2 separate regions of the Gasterosteus aculeatus genome follow, and region 2 is linked to region 1. The links are chromatin contacts, called in public Hi-C maps. All regions are on one chromosome and are shown on one strand. Each heading gives the region's core, a stretch centred on a gene start, on an enhancer-like site or on the middle of the called end of the contact. The rest is flanking DNA. Distances are from core to core; before and after follow the strand shown.

Region 1 (6,054 bases), core at 1,881-4,380:
ACACATCTGCAGGAGTGCATCCATGCTCCTCAAATCCAGGAGAAAATGGCATCAGATTTAGTTTGCGACAATAGAAAGATTGAGAGCGCCTCTAATGTGTTTCCCGTCATGAGCCCGTTTGCAAACCGATATTGAAAATTTGAAAAACGATAATGCTGCCTGCGTTTCCTGTGTAGCCATGTCAAAGTGTAAATAAATTATTGCAAGATCAAAACTAAGTGAAAAGAATAACGCTTCACAGTCATACATTTATGCCGCATAATCTTTGACTGGGTGTCATCATGCTTCTCGCATTCACGCGTCGTACAGCCGCGGGGCACGAAAAGCCGGCAGTGAGAATTGTGTCATAGCACCGCGGTACATCAGTGCAATTTCCTCAAATGGCATCTTTTCCCAAGATCCCATCGTCTGACCTCTGGCGCATGGCGACGACGCTGAGAACATTATCAGATGTGTTTGAGCAGCTCCCATCATCGCGACCCTGGTGGGCGGGACACATATCGAGTGACCTTTTCCTGCACGGCTCCCTGATATTAACGCAATCTCTCTCTTATTACCATGGGAACATTTCACAGGGTATTAGACTTAATAAATTAGTTTTTTTTCCTCCTTTGGCGTCCGTGTCCCCTCTCCCTTGGCCATCTCTCTCCCCCGTCCCTTCCCACCCTGCTCCCATCTCCTTCCCTGCTCCTGAGCCGATAACCCGGCCTCCCCGGGGGCCCGGCCTCCATAATCGCGTCAGTTCACGGCCCTCTTATTCCAGCAGAATTGCTTAATTGGTATGTGTTCTACATAACTGTTGGAGTATTAGACTCACAAATGAAGGTTAGAACCTCGGTGCTTGTAATCGACTGAAAGAAATTGATTTGTGCTCAGCCGCCCTACTGGGACGAGACTTTATGGTTCTCTGAAGAAATGAAGCTTTTATAATTGTGTTTCCCCCCTGCCCCCCCACACACACACTCTCTTCTCCTCTCTCCTCTCTCTCTCTTTTTCTCATTTCCTCCCTGCTAACTGCTTTGTTGACATTCATGAAAAGGAAAGACCCCGGCGTTGTAAAGGTGAGGCGTCTGCAGGTCCACGTTACGGAGCGCGTAGGTTTCCCGGCTATGAAGCCGGTTTAGAGCGCTCAGCAGTGACTGTGTGTCGGGGTGCTCTGTCAATGGAAATCTGATTGCATTATATGCCATCATTTAGATGCAGTTAAGCACCATTATACAAACCAAACCTGACCAGCAAGCATAAATTGGCTTATGATTGATCTTCATGGATTGTGCAGCGCTTTATGGCTTTGCCTCAATAGCTGAATGTGTGTGATTAACGCAGGTTTTTTTAGAGCTCTGTGGCACATCCACTAAATTGGTCAGAAGGGGGGAATCTGAGAATGACCATTGTCGTTTAAAGAGAGACAGCAGGAGACATTTAGGTATATTAGTGTTGCACTCCTTTCCTTCGTACCGTTATCCAAAACAGAAAACTGTTGTTCTTATTACTGTCGTATGGCCTCGTGTTACGCCTCTATATGCAATATGTCACCAGCATATTAGCTGCCTTATTGTTTGTTATTGTGCCAAAAAGAGGTCACAATAGAATTGTAAGATGATACAAAACATGTTGTTGAAAGATAGAAGAGGTAAAAGTCACAAAATAACCAAACCTAATCAAACATAAAGAGAAACAAACATAACAAGTAATTGAAGTGTTGTGAAATAACAGACTTTACATGACACACTTATAGCCGTTACATCCGGCAGGATGAAATCAAACGAACGCTGTCTGCCCGGTGTCTTACGCATGACAACCCCCCCCCCCGACTTATGTGACCGTAGATTAGTCGCGCCTGCTTGCCAGGTGGGCAGACTCGGATGCGCTCGGCGCGGAGGTTTGCTTCGACGCAAAATCCCATTTCACGCTTGTGCTAATGTCACACAGAGAGTGAAGCAGAGTGAGAACTGGCAGGTGGTGTTTACCGGCGAGATCACCCCGAACCGCCAGCCACCCTGACACCAGATGCTGATCTGATTACGGGGTGGCATGTAAGAGACTCCATGAATGGATGGAGCCGGCCAAGTGGTACACTCAAAGTCGATTAAGTGAAACAGGTGATGAGTTGATTTGCGTTGCGTCGATTTATTTTCATTTTGTCACAACATGGGAGTGGATTCGGGTAAGAGATGAGGCGTGTTGGCTCACTGTGGAGGAGTTCTGTTTTGCGAGGTGAGATTCTTCTCGGGGCCACGCTCTACCCTGTGAAGTGGCTCTTTTGTGTGTTTTAAGGTGTGATTACACATTTGCTTCAGGTGCTTCCTGTTTGGGTGGAGATAGGTTCAGCGGAAAATGAGCACATTTACTCTTTCAGTACTTTGATCTCTCCTTTTGCCCCTCAGTGTGCAACGTTACAAACAAAGACACTTTCTTGGATGCCGACAGAAAAGTAAGCAGATCTCTTAAATCATTGAGAACTTTCCAAGAAAGTCTTGTTGTCCACAACAGATTATGTGTGGAGCAGCCTGTGGAACGTCGCGTTTGTAGTAGTCGTATCATTCCTACACCCACTTACCTGTTCATGTGTGTGGACACATTTATAGAATTCATATAAACTCTGACAATTTTCCTGTGTATATTTACCACATGCTGGAACTTTGCTTACAGGTGGCGTGAGCTTTGTAGTGTTTCCCCCCCTGTCACTCTCCTCGCCTGAAGGGGGCACTGGTTTCCCTGTCAAAGTCTGCTGCTTTTACTGTTCCTGCCTTTTGTGGCATTGATTGGACTGGAGCTGCTGGGGTGAAACTACCAGCTGTTTTAAACATGTAGAGAGGAAGGAATAAACCTGTAGAGACAAAGCTATTTGTCTTCTTCCCAAATAAAAAAAAATAAAAAACGCATTCTGAGCTCTGCAGTGGCTGAATGATGAACCCATTCAGAATGTGACTTAATGAAATGTTACTTATATCATGAGTCATTTCAATCATACACAAGGTGCTCTCTATACGTGGACGTTGTTTATTCTTCGGGCCTTGATATTATCCAGCAGATGCAAATTAGATTTCCACAGCCTGTAGCAGCAGTGCCACCTCTCCAACGCTTTACCGGAGCTTCCCCAGCATTAGTATTCCAGACCCGGCTCCCTCTTGGATCTAGGCTAGGATTATCCAAGCTCTTAACATCTTAGCTAAGCTGGTTAACACCTGTTTTTATTGACATGGGAACACCGTCCCAGGCGCCGCGTCTCCTGCGGTTTAAAAAGAGCTTCTCTTGCTCTCTTTGTGGAGGCTGCGGCCCACATAAGTGACTGTTTTCCCACCACAAGTATTGGGAGCAGGTCAGCAGCTTTGCGCGGGTAATTATGAGTCCATTTTCATCCCCACAAGCGTTCTTATCACAGCACAATTTGTAACACGGCTACATGAGAGGTAAGTCAAGATACTTACCGATATGAATCACTTGTTCAGAGCGAAGCACAGTGAAGTTGTTTTGCCAGGTCCTAGACATGAAGCCCATAGTTTATTTAACGTTCCTGCTCACATTTTTTAGAGTGATTTACAAGGGGAAAGGAGAACAGGCTCTCTCTATGTGTTTATTATGCCTAATATTTCCATTGGGGCCCACGTTTGCCCCAGTGTAACTGATGTAATATTCTATAAATCCCATTCAGGCTGTTGATACAGCCTGGGGGATTCTGGTTAGCAGAGGCTGTGTAGACTCAGAGAAATCCTCAGACTTGCCTGTGTGTCTGTTTCAAAAACTCTTCCCAGGGTCAGTGGGGAAAACTTTGAAGAATGTCCCAGGATTTGTCTAAATCATAGGGCATGGATCTTCTTAAGCGTCGCTGGCATTAGAGCTGAGCCCTATCAATGATTCCATTAACCTAAATTCCAAACCGGGCTTCGCGACATGACCATATTAACCCCTCGGATTTTACCAAGCTCTTGATCCCTCGCTATTTAGATAGACGGGAATTATTGGTCACTCACATTTGTATGGCTACTGGCTGTGTTCCCGCACCAGACAGGGAATTATCTGTAATTTGACCCCATGTTTATCTTTGGCACTTATGCCTCCACATATTTTCTGCTTCTTCTTTTTCTTCTTGCCTCTAGTTAGAGCGTATGGTGAATGCCATCATTGGCGTGGGACGATAAGGTGGACGAGGGTACAGTCCCAATAGGCTGATTTTTACCTTCCTTCCATAACCAATAATCATCGCAGGCTAACATCCTCGGAAACGAGAGAAGAACCAAGTGTCTGCCTTCATTAGGACAAAGGAACGTTGAGAAGGAGAGCGTCTGACAAGCCAGTAACGCCTCATTGTCCCTGATCTCAAGTTTCCTACATTTCCACAGCTCTCGTTAAAGGACGTGTCGCTGCTGTCACCAGGCGCTAACTCGTTATCTCCTCAACGCCGTCAAGCGCTGTAATTAACATTCAATAACTGTAACTGATCCAGCATTCTTCATCTCTCGCCACTAATTGCCACGCTACTGTGCTTGCTCATAAGTGCTTCTCGCGTGTGCGTGTCTGTGTGCGTGCATGCATGCATGCGTGCGTACATGTTTGTACACATTTCTGTGGTTCATTTTGACTCTAAATACAGGTCAGAAAGCAGTTGATCAGTTTTCCTTGCAGGAGTCACTGAGTTTATGCGCCATGTAAAAAGTCATTTTCAGAATACTTTTGCAGGAAATTTGGACATTTTAAATGTCCGCTATCCAAGAGCTGGTAAATTAAAGCGCTGCCGACAGATGCTTTCAGTGGACTCCTCATGAATAACGCAACCTGTGTTTTCACCGTTGAAGAGCGGAGTGGAGGCCCATTTGCCGAAATCACAATTACTGTAATTACAAATTTCAAGGGAGAGCCTGCCTATGGTTGTGAGGACAGAGGGTGTACTAATAGTTAAAGAGGTGCACCATTGGCCTGTCAGCCATGAATAAGCGCCCTTCTCTTAGCACATCCTCCATAGCATCAAACACAGCCTCCCGTTGGGAATGTGTAGCTGTCACGCTGCTATCGACTTACAATGGCCCAAGGGGAGAGCTAAAAAAAACATTCCTTTTGCGGCATCACATTTCCTTTCATAGTTCCCCGCTGATACCTTGTGGTGTCGTCTCCGTTTTAGTAGGAAATGTTTTTGTTTCCCCCTTAACTGCTCCTGCCTGACCTAACCCGAGCTGCAGCCATCAAAACAAGGCCTTACGCATAATTAGTCTGGGTCAACTGATACTCCCCGGCTCCACACGTCGCTGTCGTCTACTCCGCCAGCGCCAGCCAAAAGCCAATGAACTGTTTGCAATTTATTCTCAATTGAATCAGTTGAGGTTGATGCGGGTCTCGTTGTTCGGAGGTGAACTGCTAGATGCAAGCCGATACGAGGGCTACCCGCGAGGCCAAGTGCGTCACCGGGACCACGTCCGGGGAGTTCTACGGAGGTCTGAAACAGATACGCTATCACCTGGTAGCTCTATGCTACTGGCCCATCCTCAGGGGAGTGGGGCGAATGCCAGCGTAGGGTTACTGGGAGCCAAGACGGCCCCAGGAGAACAAACTAAACCCAATGGTTGCATAATGTTTCTTGTCTCGGTTTCATGTTTGGGCCAGACGTTTTATTGTCAGACACATCATGTACTTGTCCATTGTTTTACATCGCTTATGTTTAGCTGTTTTGCCCAAAGTAATTAAAAAGAGAGTGTCTTAGCAAGGTGTCACGTCGTCACAAGGCTCCAGACCAGAGCCAATGGTTCCTGACCAAGTGTACAGTTGGGTTGAGATGGGTGACTGTACAATGTGAAGGCCATAGCGTATGATTTACACATCATGCCCTCTATGGAAGCATTTGCCTTTAATATCGTTCTTCACTTGGTTCCATTAGTTTATTTGGTAGGGAAAGTTGCCAATTAAGATTATTAATTAAGGGGTTGAGCAGAGGCCATTTTTCATGCATGACTTATTCATCGAGTTTCATGAGTGCACGTCGTCAGAAGCTATAAACACCAAACTGATGTGTATATTTCCGTTTGTGTCGGGCTGTGGTTTAACCCGAAATATAGATAACCT
Region 2 (6,589 bases), core at 2,354-4,853, 70 kb after region 1:
GGTGTAGAATGTCTGCACCTGTATATTCTCCAAATGATGCTAGCCAGGTCACAGCGAGGGGGTTGTGTGGGGGGGGGGTAAAATGTGTCAAGCGGATGCAGGGAGGCAGGGAAGGGAGAGGCGCGATCAGCCGACTAGTGACAGATAGCAGCATGCAGACCACGTCCCCCCCGGGCAGGAACCAGGAAGCCGGGGCATTAACACAGGCTGAGGGCGAAGGAGATGGAAGGGCAGAGCAGTGTTTACTGAGGTTATATGAGGAGAGTTTGGGAGGGAGGGATTTCTGCTGGACAGACTGGACAAAAAAAATCTTTAAAAAATCTGTTGAACATCTTCAGAGAGTATGGTAGCACTTTTTATATATTATTAGCACCGGAATAAAGGTACTTGTTAGCAGCAAAGGAGGGGCATCAGTCTAAATGTACCTCCTGCCTTTTGGTAACAACAATTGAATCCACCATCACATGACAACATCCACTGTGAAAGCGACATTTTCTCTAAATGGAATATGACGGGGTTGCTTGGTTTAGCACAACGGTTCAGACTGCTAAGTGGAACAGCATGGCGGACAAGGAGGAGGAAACCAGGCTTGGCGGCTGTGTGATGGAGATGACCTGTGACCAGCGTCAGCCTCGTGAAACCGGTGTTCACAATGACTTCCAGACTCGCATGGTTTAGAAGATAACTAGGCCGTATCCAAACCCCCTTTCTATTCTCCATCAAGCAGGTGGGCTGCTGCTGCTGTCAGGATGCCTATTTTCCCTGCATGTCCATACAGAACATGGCTGCATGTGAACTCTGCTGTGAAGAACTGCTAGTACATACACACTCAAATACCCCGTCCATGTCAGCTGGCAGACCAAGGGCTCTGAGGATCTTGCTAATGTGCACACAAGGCTGAGGATTAGGACTTTGGAATTACATCCAGACAATCCAATCAGTCTCTCAGGAGTCTCTCCTGATTGTCACACAGATCATCCAGATCCTGTTTGGGTAATGTGTAAGAAGGGCACCAGCTTAGAATTAGGGGTGAGAAAGGGTGAGGCAGAAGAGAAATAAACAGTTTGATGAAGTGATTTGGTGACTATGTTATCACGCTACAATGGCGGAGCTGCCCCGAGCCGGCTCTTTTCTTCCATTCCAATGTTGTTTTGAGCTGTAATGGATTTGAGGACAGTGTTTGTTTTTGGCCTAAACTGTTTCGTGTGTGTGTGTGTGTGTGTGTGTGTGTGTGTGTATAATACAAAGCAGCCCACAGGCTGTTTTCCTCTGGTTTAGAATGCAGCGTATGTGTCCCATTACCGGTCTCGCTCACGGTCCTGTGGGACCAATGAAAAGCCAGCTTTCCTCTGATCACCAGGCCTGTCGTGCTGTTGGCTTGGAGACACTCACAGATGCACACACACACACACAAACATCATGGCGCACATAAATATATAATGCTGTGATGATGTTTGGCTTGTACATTTCTCTAGGTAATGAGTGTTATTTCAGCTAACTCCTCCTTGCCTTTCAACACAGTGGCCCTTTCTGAACTTTATTTCTGTGAGCAGTTACGACTACAAACGCTTGATGTTAGGCCCAAATTGCCCACAGTCTGTCATGTTAATGAAACGGTCCAGGGTTAATAGAGGAGAGGAAAGACCAACATAGTAATCAGCGACGGCAGAGTGCTGTAATTATTCACACAGAACATGGTTTTGGCCAAAACCCAGACACCGTTGCCGTCTCTCTCTCATATTTGCGCTTGGTCGACTCCACATCGCAAGCTTACAGGACTGATAAAACAAGCTAATCGTATCTGTAATAACACACTGCACTGTGCGGCTCTCGTTGGCTCTTGTTACCCAAGAGCGACGACTAGTTCTGCTGAAGGTCTGTCTGTGCTGGTGAGGGAGGAAGGTACAGCAAAGGGCGAGTATTACGCAACAGTTATTTGTTATTGTTTGTTTGTTTCCAGTCTTAAACCTCCTGCAGGTTATTGATTTCCTGGAGGATGGCATGTTTAAGTAAAGCGCTCTGAAGACCTATGCTCCACTCAGATGCAGCTCAGAGTGGAGCGTTTTCACTTGCTTGAAGGCGACTGAGAAGCTAAATGTAGCTGCTGAGGATGCATAGGGCACCTCCACAGAGCCCAGATAAACACCTCGCTGGAAGGCCGTATATATAACATCTCACAATGCAAAGCTTATGGAAGTGGTGGGGAGTTATCACCCAGCTGTCAGCAGCTAGAAATATCTGAGAAGGACACTTTGCCATCTTCAGTGACCATGTTGAATGCTGTGTCTGCGGGTTTCCTGCCCCCTCGAGCCCTCGTGCTGCTCTCCTAGCGAGCTGCTACCTGCTGTAGTGAGCGGGTGAGCCTGTGCGGTCCATCAGACAAACCTGGGGCATCTTGGGATAGCAAGAGCAAGATTGGTAGAAAACCCATTTCTGAAGTGGATTTGTGCCCTTGTAATCCTGATTAATTTTGACCCGTTGTGCTCATTTTAAACAGAGCATTACAGTAAGCGTGAACACAGCAAGCTCCGGGGCGAAACCAGGAGCTTAGCGGCTTTGCGAGGCTTAGCTGCAGATGGCATTTTAAGCCGGACTTAATAAATTGTTTCCATTAAACTTACCGGCCCACACATACTGGATTAGACCAGAGGAACAAAAGAAGGAGAGCGTGCAGACGAAGAAGAGGGGGGGAAGAAAGGGCACACACACAACTAACAGCATCCACATCTGACTCTGTTAACATCTCTCTGAGGCCACATGAAAGGTGAAGACGAAGTTAGTGTGGTGTTCAGGGAGATAGAAGCTTTTGGACATGAATAAAAATCCACTCACTTTAGATCTCTCGCTCGTCAGGGATGTTGGACCAATTTGCCTAATTGACGCAGGAGTAAACAAACAAAAAAGATGCATAAACCATTTAGCTTGCCAGTGGATTTAGGGCTTATCCTCTAACTGTTTATATATAAACACATTAGCAATGCTGTAGCTTAAGGATTTAGGTTCTGGCCATACCCTTGTCTTTTTTCTTCTTTTGAGCCCTTTTTCTCATATATCAATCTTCTATTGTAGGAAATCAATTCCTTATGGTTGAAGCCCGCCTCTCCCCTCTCCCCTCTCCCCTCTCCCCTCTCCCCTCTCCCCTCTCCCCTCTCCCCTCTTCCCTCTTCAATCCGAGACCCACCTCTGTCATTCCTCCCTCCCCCATCAGCTCATGGCATGCTCCCTAAGCTCTCATTATGTGCTACACAGTCCAGTGTCCCCGTGTCGAATCACTAATCAACCACTGTGGGTGCAGGCTGCTCTCTCAATAGGTGCTGAGTGGCCTTTGTTCCACCACTGCTGTTTGCTGCACGTCAATAAAATAGCAATGGCCTCCTCCTCCTCGTCCTCCTCCTCTCAGTTACCTGGGCCAGCCATGGCTACGGGCCTGCCCCTACTGTACATGCTTCCAGTAAAATGAAACACAGTCCCACCTGCTGGACTCTGAATGCCGGAGAAGGGGAGGGAGGCTGGTGATTTTGAAAAGGAGCGGCAAGGTCAGGCGCAGAGGGGATTGGGGGGCATATCAGCCACAGTGAAGTCGTTGATAGAGCATGTTTGTATTCGACTGGGCAGCTCTCCTCTGGCCAGGTCACTGTAATGTATCACTAACCTCGGCAGGCGGCCCGACTGTGTGCAGCCTGTCACCCATTAAATAATGAATGGGGGGTTGACCCTCTGACCAACTAATCAGCTTTTCGCCACTGTTGAATCAGGATTGAGTGGAGGTGGATGAAGAGTGTTGCTGGCTGGCTGGATGACTGCATTGCAGACATGTTGTTGTAAAAACACAAGGACAGGAAGGACTTCCCAAAGCCAGATTAGCAAACGCTCCCATTGAAAGTAGGCAGTGGAATTTCTTTGACAAAAATCCAGGCAGCTTGCAAGACATCAAATAAACCATCCCTTTTGCCTGCAGCGCCATTTCACTTGTTACTGAGCTTCAACGGTAGTTTGTGTGTTCTCCTCATTTCATTTAAATATTCGGTAACGGTACAAACTCCAAGCAGAATAAATAGAGCGGATAACACTCTCAGGTTGGATAGAAAATACTGGAGGGAAAAAAGAAGAAGAAGAAAGAATATGGCTTGTTTCTTTATTAATCTCTGCGTTATTACTTCTCACAGACAGTTTATGAGCTGGCTGATTCGTTTTTTGAAGAAAAGGGGCCGATATCAATGTCCCCTTTATAGATAGTGCTCAAGCTGTTTGTGAAGCCATCCCTGTCAGAAAGATGAAAATAAATAGGGGAAGCCTGGCGGAGAGACAACAGGTGTTTAATTATTAATTGAGCCATTACTGACAGAGATTGCCTTTTTTGATTTAAAGCAGGAAGACCTGCTTCAGGGACAGAAAAAGCAATTACAGAATTCCCAGCTTGCACCGCCGCTGCCCAGCGTTTCACTATACCCTGCAAGAGAGGAGTGAAAGGAGACAAAACACTCCCACACACACATGCACTCACACACATCCATTTGCACCGCAGTGTTCCATAAATTATTTTAATTCTTCAATATTTATAGCGTTTTAAATTACGATTACAACGTCATGTACTATTTATGTAGCTCAAAGTGGCAGGCAGTCAGGGAGCGAGCCACATTACCCACAATCCCTCTATGGCCTGGCACCTTGAAAGGCTGAAGGGAATTGTTTGGTTTTTATATGCTTCAGGATGTGATGTCAAACTGCACGGGCTCTTACAAGCCTTGCTTGTTTTCGAAGACACTCCTGATTTTCTATGCATGGCAATTAGCAAGCTTGTAAAATCAGTGCGGATATGTCATGCTATCCCAGGGCGCTCTCATTGGCCCCTGTAGAGCACTATTATATCCATTAGGAAAGCAACTGCTCTGTGCGGAGACCCTGGTGTGCATGAAATAATAACTTAGCCCCTGTTTAGAATATTGGTTCATTGCTGATCGAGCTTCAATCATGAAATCAGCTCTGAAAGATAGTTAATGTATTACATGTCAGAACGCTTGACACCTGCCAGTCACTCCTATCGGCGCCTGTCATTTGTGTCAGCGAGCCCTTGGGTGGTAGTCAGCTATTGTGACAGGAAACGGGGGTCCCACTGAGAGCTCTGTGATTAGGCTTCATTGTGTGACTGTGTTCATTGACTGGATATGGATTCAGCTTTAGCTGTGCAGAGGGAGCAGTTACAGAATCGCTACAGGCCACAAGGGAGTTTTCGGATAAGTTGTCAGGGGCACGACCAGCACTTTGGCCTCGGCTTCACTATACAGCTCCAGTGTATATTGACTCTTTGAGTTGTGCATGTTATCTTACTGTTAAGAACAGGTTGGTGTTTATACAGAGAGCTTTACGGGGTACACGATCCAAGTGAACTTCAATACCGAGCAGTACTCAAAGCCATCTACATCCAACAGAGTCCAATGTCTCCTTTTGGGTTCTCAGTGCTGTCTCTTCAGTTCGGGTTAAATGGTGAAATACCAGGTTACCGCCATCCTGACACCATCAGCAGCCTTGTACAACGGGATTTAAAAAAGCACAAGTGAGGTTATGTGGCTTTTACCCAGAGGTATAACTTCGTTGACATTTTTATTTGTGCAGCCATGAACTGCTAAAAAAACAGCCGCTACGAGAGATTCTCAATATTCTCAACAGTTCACACCATCACCGTCATTGAGATCTTTCGGGCTGTGCACAGTGAGCAAAGCGTCACAGAGAAATCCTGATTTGACAAATCAATGTTTCCCATTGACAGCGAAGCTGTGTGATGAATCCAACCCTTCTTAGTTGCTACTGTGGTCTAGTTCACCAACTGCTTCACTATAAACCTCGTCTTAGCTGATGCTTCCCCGGCGAGTGAGGAAGTCCGATGCTGCCTGACTATAAAAAGCTTTTTAGCAGATAAGCTGCAGCCTCCCAGTTAACCCACTTGTAAAACCCCGGTTGACTCGCATCTTATTTGGGGATCACCATTGGCTTTTTTTTTTTCTTCTCATTTAGAGAGGATAAAGGGAAGAATTTAGAAAGGGTAACTCTGGAGAGCTGTAGCTCTCATCACATCTTCTGTCTAATCTTAATCTTCCTCCAATGCAGCCGGCTGCAGTGTGGAAGACATCCTTATTGTTTACTTGGAATAATACACGACCAGCGTCTTATCACTACTGTCAGGCCTGAAATGTAAATTGTGTCGCCTGTGATCACTTGAAGGTTTTCTTGTTTTTAATCCTTTATTCCAAGCTCCAGCCTCTCTGCCAGAGAGAGTGGGCTTTCCCCCCACCCTGCATTTGTTTGAAGATCCCAGTTCCCCGCTATGCGCGTTTTAAGCTCATCTGTGTTGAGCGGTACAGAGCCAATGTTGTCTGCAGATGACGCGGTAGCGCTCATTGACGAGGCCAGATGGTAGGCGATTGTGGCCAAACACGAAGCTTGGATAATGTACAATCGCTGGCAAGGGGACAGTTGTCAGCCGAGATGGATATTATAAACATGCTTGTAATGGATTGGACATTTTGGGAAGCCCTTCACACAGGCTTGTAAAGATGGGAAAACCATTGCCAGGAACAGAAAGGCTGTGAAA

What was found. A called contact is a pair of places that touch in the nucleus more often than the background predicts.
Region 2: a Hi-C map of whole body shows a contact between it and region 1, with 2.7 times the contacts expected there. The contact joins two enhancer-like sites. A contact is called at or near these places in 4 of 6 Hi-C or Micro-C datasets (skeletal muscle, tail fin and whole body).

The regions. Positions count from the first base shown.
Region 1 is chr13:17,096,996-17,103,049 of fGasAcu3.hap1.1, forward strand. All of the region lies in intron 4 of fbrsl1 (fibrosin-like 1), which reads left to right. Among protein-coding and RNA genes, the nearest start is that of LOC144386400, 24 kb to the left of the region's middle. Within about 2 kb of position 3,131, at least 1 of the 9 cell types and tissues checked has open chromatin away from gene starts, as enhancers often do.
Region 2 is chr13:17,166,843-17,173,431 of fGasAcu3.hap1.1, forward strand. The region is part of intron 6 of fbrsl1 (fibrosin-like 1); the gene reads left to right. Among protein-coding and RNA genes, the nearest start is that of chfr, 36 kb to the right of the region's middle. Within about 2 kb of position 3,604, at least 2 of the 9 cell types and tissues checked have open chromatin away from gene starts, as enhancers often do.